Regions from separate parts of the Mus musculus genome. Here region 2 is linked to region 1. A link is a contact called in public HiChIP or PLAC-seq data. All regions are on one chromosome and are shown on one strand. The core of a region is the stretch at or near the end of the contact, and the rest is flanking DNA. Distances in the headings are between cores, read along the strand shown. Region 1 holds the start of Bag1 (BCL2-associated athanogene 1). Region 2 overlaps Dcaf12 (DDB1 and CUL4 associated factor 12).

Region 1 (6,493 bases), core at 1,682-4,181:
CTAGGATAACAGGTCCAGGCCATCAAAGCCAAATTCCTTCCACAAGAAAACCAAAATACTTTAAAACCAATTGCCACCAAGAAGGCAACAGTTGTAATACATGCTGGCCATTCTAGGTATTATTAGGTTTTTTTTTCCAATGTGATTTTAATGTATTTTTTAAAAATGGAAGACAGCATCTGACTGTTACAAAGTCATTTTAAAATTGAAACAAAGCCATCACACTTTTCCTGGTTTCCTACAAGCTGATTATGCCTCGAGTCTACAACTCCATGGATGATCTCATAGGCTGAGCAGACCACATGGGTGAGCACCACAGATAAACTGGGGTTTCGCACAAACACTGGGACATAGTAATTGAAAATAAATTGTGAACCTTCACATTTATTCTGGTGAGAGAGAATGAATATTTAGCACTCCTAACTTTACAAACAAAACCGAAACACTCATCCTAACTCAACCACAGGAGACCCAAACCATCTCGACCTTGCCAGCCAAAGTGATCCCACGTGGCTGCTGAAGCTTAGGTAGTAACTCGGAACATTGGAAGCTTTTGCACATTTGTAATGAAATCAAGACTACTGAGAAGAAATGAAAGCCGGAAGGAATGGAAGGCCTCTTCACTTTCTGATTTCTTAGGAGGGAGATGAAGCATATGACTTACATCCGCTTTTGCTTTAAAACTCTCAGGGCTTTCTGTTTGACCATGTTCTGAGGAGAAAAACAGACTTAATTAAAAGAAGGGAACGCAGATGGCACAAGAAGTCTCCCCTATGCTCACACTCCTGCACCTACATGTTTCTTCTGCAAGATGGCAGATGTGGAGGCTCCTTGACTCTACTCTTCCTCTTCAAGCTTCGAGCACAGATAATTCTAATGCCCAGCTGGTACATCTTAGCGCCCTTTGCAACCCATGCTCTGTATCTTCAATTCCTCTTCCTCTCCCTAGGCATTGTACTTCCACTTCCAGCCCCAACAGAGCGCACTGTGTATATCCAGTTGCTTTCCATTTAAATACAACACGTTCATCCGCTATCATGTCCTCATGTTAGAAGCCATTTACAACAGCCCACCAGCCTCCCGCTTTCAGAATCTGGGAACCTCTACATCAACCTTTGATCCCTCTGTTGGTTCTTCACGCAAATTCATCAACTACTACGATATTCTAGATATAATGCCATGTAGGTGACTTGTTATTTAATCCTCACACATTAGTATATATTATCTTCATTTAACAGATGAGAAAATTGAAGCTGAGTGATATCCTGGTTCATACTGTTAAAAAGTTATAAAGTTATGAAAAAAAAAGATACCTATACACCCATAGCCTATTAAGTAGTGTTAGTATCAGAACACTGATCTTACACGCCATATCTAGTCTAACCTGAGTAGCCAGACAACACCCGGATTCTGAGCACAACCAGCTCTCCTCTTCAGAGTCAGACCTTCTCAGCAGAGCATGCCAATTCCCATTACATGTCATCAGCATCTTCTACCTACCACATTAAAACCCAGCCTCCCTCTTGTATATGGCTGTAGCTTCTGTTCCCTGAAGAACAGGTCCTCACAAGTAGCTTCTCTTTACCAGATTTCGTGTATTTTTCTTGTATCCTTCACCAGTCAGTCCCTTCACAGTACTTCCTACAACAGTTGTCACCAGCCTTACCTTAGCAGGACCCTCTCTCATCTTCTTGATTTGATCCTTATATTTCACTAGTTCAGCATCCAGCCGGGAAATCTTTTTGTCAATGGATTCTGCCCTGCTATCCACCTTGGAAGAAAACATCACATGCAGTGGTAATTATTGTAATATGTTTACATGGAAAGGGGCAGAAAGAGAGGGATATGCAAAAGAAAAAAGGAACAATATAGCAAAGGGCAGAAAATAGGGTTTTTCTTAAGGGTGGGGAATTCCAGCCCGAACCATTGGAGGGCTTTCATAAACTCTCTCCCACCTCCTAGATTCTGATATAGCAGCCCTCTCTTGAGGAAAACGATTTGGGATTCTCTCCGCTGGCTGAGATTTCCCAAGTAGGAGAATAGTCAGTTTGGGACTCTGCATGAACGTGCGTGGAATGAACCAATCAACACAGGCTAAGATGAGATCTAAAACCATTTCCGAGATCAGGTTTAATCTGGAAGGGCCAAGATTCAGAATTCTATGCTACTCAGACCCAGGACTAAGGTACAGATATGTTAACCCTGACATGGGTAAGGGGAGAAGAGTGAAAAAGGGTTTTTAAAAGGCCAGGTTAGACAAAGTGGGGTGTAGTGACATAGGGTACGTAGGTTGGAATGTGGGAACCAAAGCGAGGAAGAAGGGGTGGGGCACAGTGGGCATCGGAAAGAGCTAAGTGCAGTAAGGGCGAAAGAATGATGAGATTAGACTGTCTGGTCTCTGGGGTCAGGAATGACCTGGAAAACAGGGATGAAAGGGGTGGGGATGAAGAAGACTCAGGTTTAATGGGCCCGAACCAGGAATGGGGTGGAGTACGAATTCGGGATGGACGGGTCGGAGTGTCAGAGGTATGCAAAGTCAAATGCCCACCGTCCCAATGCAGTCCGTCAAGCTAGGTGGCGGAGCCTTGGGTTTCGCTTTTCCGAAGAATCGGTTCATCTTGGCCGGCTGCGAGGAAACCCAAACACTGGAGGAAAACCAGAAACGGAAGCGTAGTCGCTCTGGTGTCAATTTCCGGCTTCCCCCACCCCATGCGCAGGCGCAGAGTGCTCGCCCGAGTCTCCCGATCCCTTTTCCGTGTTTTCAGCTCCTCCTTCCGGAGAAGGAGCGCGGAGCTCTGGGAGAGGTGGAAAGACTTCTGAAGGAGGGGCTTATGAGGAGGGATAGGGCGGTGCCTTGGCGGAGTGGGTGGGGCTTAGACGCGGCTGGGCGGATAGGGCGGGGCCTGAAGCAGGGTCAGTTCCGAGGGCGTGGCGAGTAGATGGGGCGGAACTGGTGAGTAGTGGGGCGGGGTTGCAAGGCTGCGCGCCCGGTAGCCACCGCTGCGCTGTGAACAAACGCGGCCTGGCGGGTCGCAGCGCCGCGCGGCGACCGCGAGGCGACCGGGAGCCGCTGGGACCCAGGCTGCGCGCCCCTCGGCCTGCCCGGGAGCCGCGCCAGTCGGAGTCCCGGGCCGAGCGGGGCTTGCCTCCCTCTCAGCGTTCCTCTGTGCGCAGTGCAGCCAGCGGGCATGACCGATCCACCAGGGGCGCCGCCGCCGGCGCCTGCAAGCCGCGGGTGAAGAAGAAAGTCCGGCCCCGCTCTTCTCAGAGCGAGAAGGTAGGGAGCAGCAGCAGGGAGTTGACTAGAAGTAAGAAAGTGACCCGTAGCAAGAACGTGACCGGGACCCAGGTAGAGGAGGTGACCAAGATCGAGGAGGCGACCCAAACCGAGGAAGTAACTGTGGCAGAAGAGGTGACCCAGACCGACAACATGGCCAAGACCGAGGAGATGGTCCAGACGGAGGAAATGGAAACACCCAGACTCAGCGTGATCGTCACCCACAGTGAGCGCCAAGGAGGGTTCCGTAGATCGGGTTGGGATATGTGGGTTTGGCCACATGTAGTCTTGGGAGAAAGAAACATGGGTTCTTGGCTATATATATTTGGGGATGTTTTTGCTTAGGGCTGGTGTCAGGACATCTTTCCCTGTGGCCGGTCCCTGGACACTTATTGGATCCTCTATTTGGAAGCAAAGTTGAGTGTGTAACGCTAGTAATCGTGGGTCTTTGTGTCAGGCTTATATTAGGCCTTCTTGTGTGTAGAACTTCCGTGGTTCTGGACATCCACCAGTGTAAAGAGTACGAACTTGGTGCGTGATCCCGCTGTTCCTTATTTACTGAGTAGTGTTTTTGTTGGATGTCATAGAACCGCAGGTTCAATGGGCCGTGAGTCCAAGAGTTACTTTCTGGACATCTGGTTACATCAACACAGAACTAAAAACCTTGGGAAGTACACGAGAAAGCTGAAGCCATGACATTTCCTTAGAATCAGTTAGGAAAGACTAACAACAAACTTTGCTACCTAAACCATGGCTCTATATCCAGCAGTTTTATGAAACTTTGAGATGAATCCCCACCCCCACCCCCCCAAAGGCCTCTTGATGTCTGATCTGTGAGGCACAAATAGGAACTAGGACTCCTTCTGACTCTTGACTGGTTGGGAGCGCAATCTAAAGGTGGATTTGAACTCCACTTACTTAGAAAAGATTGAGTACCTGTTTTAAAACAAAAGAAAAAACCTCTCTGTTGTTGGATTGGTTTCGTTTGTTTGTCTTTGCTAACTAACCATTAACTATGGTGTACATAGGTGTACCCAGTATGAAAGACTTGGAGGAAAACAGTCCCTTGCTGGTGACATCAGGGAAAACAAGACCAATGCCATAGAGACAATAGGACAGCCATGCCACACATGAGGCAGGCAACTTGTGATAGAAAAGTGTGGGCTTTGATGCAAAGCTGGATGCAAGGTCAAATTCTGAGTCAGCAGTTGAAGGTTTCCCCGAGCGAGTCTTAATTAGACTGATAGCTGTTTTCTAATGGTGTCCTGAGGTTTTGAGATAGTGCATAGAACAAGTCTTGTACCGTTTATTCTGTATAATTGCTTAAGATATCAGCCATCGTTAAAATAGTTTTTTTTTTTTTATGTTAGAGGAAACAAATCCTCAAGACAAGCTTTGTAATGGGTAGCGTATGGATAGATGCAAGTGTGACCCTACCCTGAGCAGCCTGACAACCCCTGGATTCCCAGCACAACCGAGCTCTCCTCTCCAGAGTCAGGCCTTCTCAGCAGAACATGCCCGTTCCCATTATAAGCTTCTGAACGTGTGACCAGCATCTTCTACCTAGCTGAATTCAATCTCAGCTCCATAAGAAAACATCAGCTTAGAGTTAGGTTGATGAATGCTCATTGAATGCTTTTCTTTCTCCAGGCAATGAGAGGTATGACCTTCTTGTTACCCCACAGCAAGGTAACAGTGAGCCAGTTGTCCAAGACTTGGCTCAGCTTGTTGAAGAGGCCACAGGAGTTCCACTACCTTTTCAGAAGCTCATATTTAAGGGTAAGTGGTTTTCATTCATCTTTGAGTACTTATGGCTAAAAGATTTACTTTATTTACTAGGGTTTTTTTTTCTTCATGACAAGGTCCCTCTGTGTAGCCCTGGCTGTCCTAGAACTCACTATATAGACCAGGCTGGCCTTGAACTCACAGGGATCCTCCTGCGCATCAGGCGCCTGAGTGCCGGGATTAAAGTCCCTTCCCGGCAAGGGCAGATTTTAAAACTGCCTGGTCTTCCCTGACTTTTGAGTTTTCTGTGTGTGGATGGATGTGTTGCCTGCTTATGTGTTTGTGTACCGCGTGTGTGTGTGCAGTGTCCCCGAAGGTCAGGAGAAGATGTCAACTCCTCTGGAATTGGAGTTAATAGAGGGCTGTGTGTCACCATGTGAGTGCTGGAACCTGCACCCAGATCCTCTGCAAGAACAAGTGCTCTTAACCACGGAGCCAGTTTTCCAGCCCCCATCTTTCAGTTTTCAAGCCAGAACCATTTTCTTTCATTTCTTTATTTAACAAATATTAAGGGACCAGTCTACACTAGACTTTGAAAATATCTGGATTTGAAGTAACATAATGACAGACAGAATTGCTAAGATTTAGATTGACAGAGAGAGAGATCTTTGCCTTTTTTCCCCTGGGTGGGAGAGTGGTGGTCTGTTACAGCCCAAGCTGTCTTGGAACTGGCTATGTAATATACACTGTCAAGCCCTATGTCTTTTTCTTTTTAAAACATTTAATGTCTGAGTTTTAATTTTATCTTTCAAAATTGAGAATGGCAGCACACACCCATAAGCCCAGTACTCTGGAAACTAAGACCAGCTCCATGCCAACTGGGTGCAGTTAGTCTGCCATGCCAGCTCCATGCCAACTGGGTGCAGTAGTCATGCTCTGTCAGAGAAAAGGAAGTGGGGAAGCATGGGAGGAAAGGAGAAGGAAGGAGAAAGGAAAGAAAAGAAGCTCAAGTTTCACAGTAGAAAGGCCAAAGAAGAAAATGTTCCCCTGGATAAAGCTCCTTATTCATTTTTTTAATGGTACTGCAGGTCAATCAAACATGCTAGGCAAGAACAAACCACTAAGCTCTAGCCTCAGCCCAGTGTTTCACATTTTTCTTTTTATAACATTGAGTTTGCCAGCATTCGTTGAAGTATCCTGAGGGAAAGAAGGAGCTTTCATGACTACAAAATCTTTTATTATACAGAAATTATGTTAGGGCTGGAGAAATAACATCATACACACATATATAATTAAAATAAATTTAAAATGAAAGCTTTAGGGGCTAGAGAGATGTTTCCTGTAGTTGTGAGCACTGGCTCCTCATCCAAAGGACCCGGGTCCAGTTCCCAGTGCCCACACGGAGGCTCTAAACCAGTCAGTAACTCCAGCTCCAGGGTATCTGATCTCCACCAGCACCAGGCACACACCTGATGCACAAACATGCTTTCA
Region 2 (6,493 bases), core at 1,636-4,135, 350 kb before region 1:
TCTAACCTGCTTAGGGATGTCAGGAAGATAAGGAGCGCAGAAAGGACTGTTTTACCCACAGATGTGTGCCTGTGTGCTTGTGGAATTGCATATACTGTGTAACGGCGGCACGTGGGTGTGTGAGAGCTTATCATCTCTGGCATCCTTGGGATAGGAGGGGGTGGGGGGGAGCCCCAGCTCTCAGCTTCTTCCCCTGTGTAGTCTGGTGCTTCAGTTTACTGCAGGTCATGTGGTAACTTCTTTTCTGTTGCTCTTGTAGGAGTTGGGAGCGGTATCACTAGATGGCTACTTTCATCTCTGGAAGGCTGAAAATACCTTGTCTAAGGTGAGAACATGAGTTGGTAGTTCTATATAATTTACCATAGGGCTAGAATACTGTCTTTCTCCCAGAGTCATAGTGGATTTGCCCAAAACACCTTTTGCCCAAGGTCTGGGGATAGAATTGTGAAGAACATGAAGTTATGAGTTTTAATTTGGGGCTGGTGAGATGGCTCAGTGGGTAAGAGCACCCGACTGTTCTTCCAAAGGTCCAGAGTTCAAATCCCAGCAACCACATGGTGGCTCACAACCATCCGTAACAAGATCTGACTCCCTCTTCTGGTGTGTCTGAAGACAGCTACAGTGTACTTACATATAATAATAAATAAATCTTTAAAAAAAAAATGAGTTTTAATTTATTCCAGTCTGGCCTTAAGCTTGTTGTCTTCTCGCCTCTAAAGAACCTCTCAAAGACTGGAAAATACTGACAGCCACCGCCTAAGCAAGCAAAGGCCTTTCTTTTAGACTGGCTCTCAGTACAGACACTCTGAATGCACTAACCCAGGACGCCTGATCCTCTACCTCCCCACTGTAGCACCAAGGAGGCCTTCAGAGAGGCCTCAGACTGCAGGGTGCCTAGGAAAGTTGCCCTTTGTATTAGTGTTCTAGTCCACAGCATATTTAAGCACTGGTTTGTAGAGTGACTGTCTGGTAAGGTTGTCAAGGTGGAAAAACCTGAATGTTAGGAACTCCTGGCAACTGAAAATTAATCAAACTAAAATAGTCTCTTAATCTTGTTAGATGATGAGAAAATGGAGTGGATTTTTGTTTTGTTTTGTTTTGTTTTGTTTTGTTTTGTTTTTTTTGATATGCTGTTTCTCTGTATAGCTCAGGCTGTCCTGGAACTGGTTCAGGCTAGCCTGGAATTTGGAAATTCATCTGCCTCTGGCCCCTAAACACTGGGATCAAAAGCATACACCACTATACTCAGTTTGGGTTTTTGTGTTGATGAGGTCATACTATGTTAGCAAAGCTAGACTGGAATTCTATAATCCAGGCTGCCCTCAAACCAGTGATCTTCCTGCCTCAGCCTCCCAGATGCTCAGATTACAAATGTCAGGTGCCACCCCAATGGTTTTGGGGTTTTGTTTGTTTGTTTGTTTGTTTAAGATTTGTTTATTTTACATATATGAGTGCACTGTAGCTATCATCAGACACACCAGAAGAGGGCATCAGATCTCATTACGTGTGGTTGTGAGCCACCATGTGGTTGCTGGGATTTGAACTCAGGACCTTTGGAAGAGCAGTCAGTGCTCTTACCCATTGAGCCATCTCACCAGCCCAGGAAAGTCTTTTAATGAGACCCGAGATTGCAACAGCACAGTTAAAAAAAAAAAGATTTATTTATAATACTTGCTAGCAACGTTTTTGTACAGTAAAGTCTTCTTCACGTCTTGCCTGTGCTACTTATAACATCTGTAATAAGCTTTTTGTTGGGAGGAGATAAGGCTCAGGGAATTGACAGTCTCCTGTGTCACGGCAGCTTTGCGCTCCAGTAGGCTTGCAGGCAGAGACTAGACTTTCTAGTCCTCAAGGATCAAAGATGAAGGCTGCCTCAGTTTACCTGGGATGGAGTATACTCTCTCTGGCTTACAGAGGGCTCAGTCATAGAAATAAACTACAGTTCTTGGCTTTTCCTGGCATTCTGATAATTTGATTCCTGTTTTCCCTTTCCCCTAACCCAGAAGTTACTAGTTTACTAGGCTTTGTCTTGTCCCTGACTTAGGTAGTTTGTGTGTAAAGGAAGCCTACAGATGAAGGAACACAAGAGCAGTGCCCATTTTATGTTATCGTGAATGTGTGTATCTTCTCTATTCAGCTCCTTTCCACCAAATTGCCATATTGTCGAGAAAACGTGTGTCTGGCCTATGGTAGTGAGTGGTCAGTGTATGCAGTGGGCTCTCAAGCGCATGTCTCCTTCTTGGATCCACGGCAGCCATCGTACAACGTCAAGTCTGTCTGCTCCAGGGAACGAGGCAGTGGTAAGTCCCTATGTGTTCCTGCAGGCTTATAGCTACATTGAAATGGGTTTTCACCTTTTTGTTTCTTCTTAGATTTGCAAACAAGATCAGGGACTCCTGTGTAACACTTAGAAGTATTTGGTAACAGAATAGAGGAACTTAGTTACCTGTGGCAACAGAGTGTCCAGGCTGTAGAAACCTTTGGTTCAAACCACTGTGAGGAGATAAGCAGTGAGCACTAGTCCTCCAGAACTAGCCTGAGCTAACGTTCTTCCAAACTGAGTAACACTGGATTGGTGCGGGGTGGAGAATCAGAAGAGCGTGAGATCACTTTTGGATGTGATGATAACTATGTACAGTGTACGGTTTGACAATTATACCTCGAGAAGCCAAAGAAAATGCTTGTTTTGTTCTGAGGAGTAAGTGGGGAATCTGCTTGCGTGCAAATGGCCTGCCTCTGAGCTGCACCCGTTCCCAGCCTCTGCCCAGATTTCGTATTCTAAGGGCCGTCGCTCACCTTCCTCTGTGGAAGACTTGTGCTGCTGTTGTCTCTAAGGCTTCAGAGTCCTTTGTTCTGATGACTCATTTTCTCCCTCCAAGAATCCTGTGTAAGAAAGCAGATGAGACGAGTGAGTGGTTAAGACTGCTGACTCGGAGGCCCTGAGTGCAGGCTCCAGTTCCCATATGAAATGCTCACAGCAGCGGGGCGTGGTGGCGCACGCCTTTAATCCCAGCATTAGGAGGCAGATAGGAAGAGGCTAGCCTAGTCTCTACAGTAAATTCCAGGCTCATCAAACAGGGCTGTGCTGTGAGACTGAACCACAGTGCTTAGGTAAGTTACCAGATCCAGGAGCCGTGAAGGTCTGAAGACCGGCCAATCTAAAGTTGCTTTTTTTCTTTTTCTCTCCCCTTTCTCATATCAAAAACTGTAGCTAGCCGGGCGTGGGGAGGCAGAGGCAGGTGGATTTCTGAGTTCGAGGCCAGCCTGGTCTACAGAGTGAGGTCCAGGACAGCCACGGCTACACAGAGAAACCCTGTCTCGAAAAACCAAAAAAAATAAAATAAAATAAAAAAACAAACCTGTAGTTATCCTGGGAGTCTTGGAAGGAACATTAGGGGTTACAGTGTAGCCTCTTTTTCTAAAAGTGTTATTTCTGTGTAGATAACACAAAAGCAGTTTTTGGGTTTGTTGGTGGCGGCAGTGTTTGTTTTCCCCGAGTATTGCTATGGAAGGCGGGTACCATGCTGCTGATTGAAAGGCATTGGTTCTCTCCTTCAAAGGAGTCACAGGAATCAAAGTCGGGTGGTTGCTTGGTAGCCAGAGCCCTTTAAGTGGTCAACATATGTATATTTTATGCCAGAGAACAGCGGATATATTGAAATCTGGGGCTGCATAATGGTGTACAGTGAAAAGTTTTAAAAGGTTTTATTTTTATTACCATCATCATTATAATTGTTTTGTTTTTGAGACAAGGTCTCAGTAGGCATCCTTGGCTAGCCTGGATTTTGGTGTGTGGACCAGACTAGCCTTGAATTCACAGAGATGTGCCTCCCCAGGACTGGGATTAAAAGCATACACCAGCCGGGTTTGGTGGCACACGCCTTTAATCCCAGCACTTGGGAGGCAGAGGCAGGCGGATTTCTGAGTTCGAGGCAGCCTGGTCTACAGAGTGAGTTCCAGGTCAGCCAGGGCTACACAGAGAAACCCTGTCTCAAAAAACAAAAACAAAAAAACAACAAAAAAAAAAAGCGTACACCATCATGCCTGGCTTCTAAAACGTTTTGGTTACTATTAATGGATGTAGTTTGGGTAAAGAAATACTAGTTCACAAAAGTCCCTAGCTCCACACAGATGTCAGGAGGCTCCTGTATCCATTGTACTTAATCCACAGGTACAGCAGGTGTATTTTCCCTTTCATCCAAAGAAGATGGTAACTTGTTGTAAATAACAGTCCTGTCATGCTGGTAATATGAAGAGAATAGTGAGCTACAGTGTACGTAATGTAATGGAGAAGAGCTAATAGTTGTGAAAGGTGATGCCAGTGCTATTGGAGGCATAGCACCAAGAACCCAGACACACTTATGTTCTTTGGCACAAAACAATGTAGATTTTCCCAGTAATCTGGCTCATTAGCAGAGAGTTCTGCTTAACCATTGGCACAGTGCCATCTGACATTTCGGGTGTACACCCTCTAATTGCTCTGTGTTTTTCTTTCTCAGGGATTCGATCAGTGAGCTTCTATGAACACATTATCACTGTGGGCACAGGGCAGGGCTCCCTGCTGTTCTATGACATCCGAGCTCAAAGATTTTTGGAAGAGAGGCTCTCAGCTTGTTATGGGTCCAAGCCCAGACTCGCAGGGGAGAATCTGAAACTAACTACTGGCAGGGGCTGGCTGGTGAGTAAGCCCAGACCTGAGAGGATGGTTGCGTTTCAGGGAGGGATTGTCTACCCTCCAGTCTTCCCTCCTCGATTTTTTGCTGTTGGCATTCCGTAGAGCAGAGAAAGGCTCCGTCCCTGACTTTGCCTTTGTGTCTGCACACTGGCTCCAGGGGAGGAGGAAGGTGGTGGGGCAGATGTTTGTAATCTCGGCTCTCTGTAAACTGGAGGAGGAGGGTGGCAAAAAAGTGAAAGGCCTAGAAAAATATGCTGGTGCCTCAGATTTTCTCCAGGTGACAGCAGAGCAGGAAGGCTAAGGAACTGTCTGCCATTGCTGCCAGTGAGTTATCATTAACAAGGCTGACTCGGAAAAGCTGTCTTGGGAAGACTTGCTTTCATGTAACAATTCTTTTTTTTTTTTTTCTTTAAGTATAGACTAGAGTTTATTAAGGGCATGGGGAGGGGAGTTAAGAGGGTATAGAGGCAGAGAAAGAGAGAGTAGAGGAGTAGAGGCCGGCCATGAACACGTGGCGGGGGGGTGAGGGGACAGAGGGGGAGCAAGAAAGCAAGAGCTCATGTAACAATTCTTTATCTGGTAAAAATGAGGCCCGTTTCCTTGAGAACCAGTTGTGTGATGGCGGGTGATAGACCTCCTGCCTTTGGCAGAGACCAGAAGGCCTCCCTGTCCCTTCTTACTCTTTCCTAGAGGTACTAACCGTCTCCTCATCTTCCCACAGAATCATGATGAAACCTGGAGGAATTACTTTTCGGACATTGACTTCTTCCCCAATGCTGTTTACACCCACTGCTACGACTCGTCCGGAACGAAACTCTTTGTGGCAGGGGGCCCCCTCCCTTCTGGGCTCCACGGAAACTATGCTGGACTGTGGAGTTAATGACAACTAACTTTCTCCCAAAATGCAGATTTACACTAACTTCCACCCTCAGTTTCCTTGTTTGATTTCCCTAGCTGTGGAAGGCTCTCCTGTCTATGCAAACAGAGTTTGCTTGTGGGTCAGGCAGTTACTAGGAAGAGGCTCTATGCAGAAATCCAAAAGCTGGGACGTTCTACGTCAGTTGGTGGCTTGTTGTTCTGGGTTTTTTGTTTGTTTTCACTTTGCAGTAATTAGAATTTTACTTTTCCCTTTTCTGCTTTTTAAAGCAAACACTGTTACAATCCCTTTTTATTTTTTCCTCTCCTTCCTCTGGCTTCTTTACACTGAAATGACAAAGTCATTCTTACCCTTACTTCACTGAGGTAGGGCCCCTTTATAATCGTGTGGTGGCTGTCCGACTTTCTGTGAAAGTGTGGGAGCCTTTGTGTGCGTGTGTGTGTGTGTGTCTGTCTGTGTGTCTGTGTGCGTTTGTGTGTGTGAACTTGTGTGCCTGCTGGTACTGCATCACTGATACTACTTGGAATGAGGATTATCTGTAATTAAAGTATTTATAAAAGAAACAACTTTACTCAGAGTCCAGCTTTGGGACTAGCCTGTATCTTCTTTAAGGTCCGACATTGTAGGAAGAGAAACAGACACACCAGGAAAACCCTTGAGTTAGAGAAGCCGGATGGGAGGGGAGGCTGCATCCCAGGACTCCAAACTGTCCAGGCCTACCTGTCCTTCCACCCACGCAGGAATGCCCATGTGTGTGTTACTTCCACTCCCGACCTCCTGTCTGCTCGCCCAGACTGGGGACTGCAGGCCACATCACAGCCTAGATAAAGACAATCCTCTCCCCAGCCTCCTGCCTCTGACAGGGTCTGATCTGACCGAGAGCAGGCAGTCTCGAGCTTGTGTGCTTACTGCTCATGACTTGGAGGAGGAACTTTTCCATT

The links. HiChIP or PLAC-seq counts read pairs in DNA pulled down with a chosen protein or histone mark.
Region 2: a contact with region 1 is called in an H3K4me3 HiChIP or PLAC-seq map of bone marrow-derived macrophages, with 2.6 times the contacts expected there. The contact joins the enhancer-like site here to the promoter of Bag1 in region 1. A contact is called at or near these places in 3 of 39 promoter capture datasets (cranial neural crest, frontonasal cranial neural crest and liver), 1 of 484 Hi-C or Micro-C datasets (CD4 T cells), 4 of 115 datasets of contacts at active chromatin or transcription factors (bone marrow-derived macrophages, effector CD8 T cells, embryonic limb bud and 1 more) and 1 of 9 other capture datasets (embryonic stem cells).

Annotation. Positions count from the first base shown.
Region 1 is chr4:40,944,732-40,951,224 of GRCm38.p6, reverse strand. It overlaps Bag1 (BCL2-associated athanogene 1), which reads left to right and starts at 2,931. Exons shown (of 7, transcript NM_001171739.1): 1 at 2,931-3,503; 2 at 4,928-5,056. The coding sequence starts at 3,431. Chmp5 (charged multivesicular body protein 5) reads right to left here and starts at 2,672. Exons shown (of 8, transcript NM_029814.1): 1 at 2,549-2,672; 2 at 1,667-1,771; 3 at 665-711. The coding sequence starts at 2,617.
Region 2 is chr4:41,292,118-41,298,610 of GRCm38.p6, reverse strand. It overlaps Dcaf12 (DDB1 and CUL4 associated factor 12), which reads left to right. Exons shown (of 9, transcript NM_026893.3): 6 at 260-325; 7 at 2,138-2,300; 8 at 4,500-4,678; 9 at 5,397-6,493. The coding sequence ends at 5,555. Among named protein-coding and RNA genes, the nearest start is that of Gm42273, 10 kb to the right of the region's middle. Within about 2 kb of position 2,885, at least 32 of the 459 cell types and tissues checked have an H3K27ac peak or open chromatin away from gene starts, as enhancers often do. A contact at or near this core is called in bone marrow-derived macrophages, where this site is marked.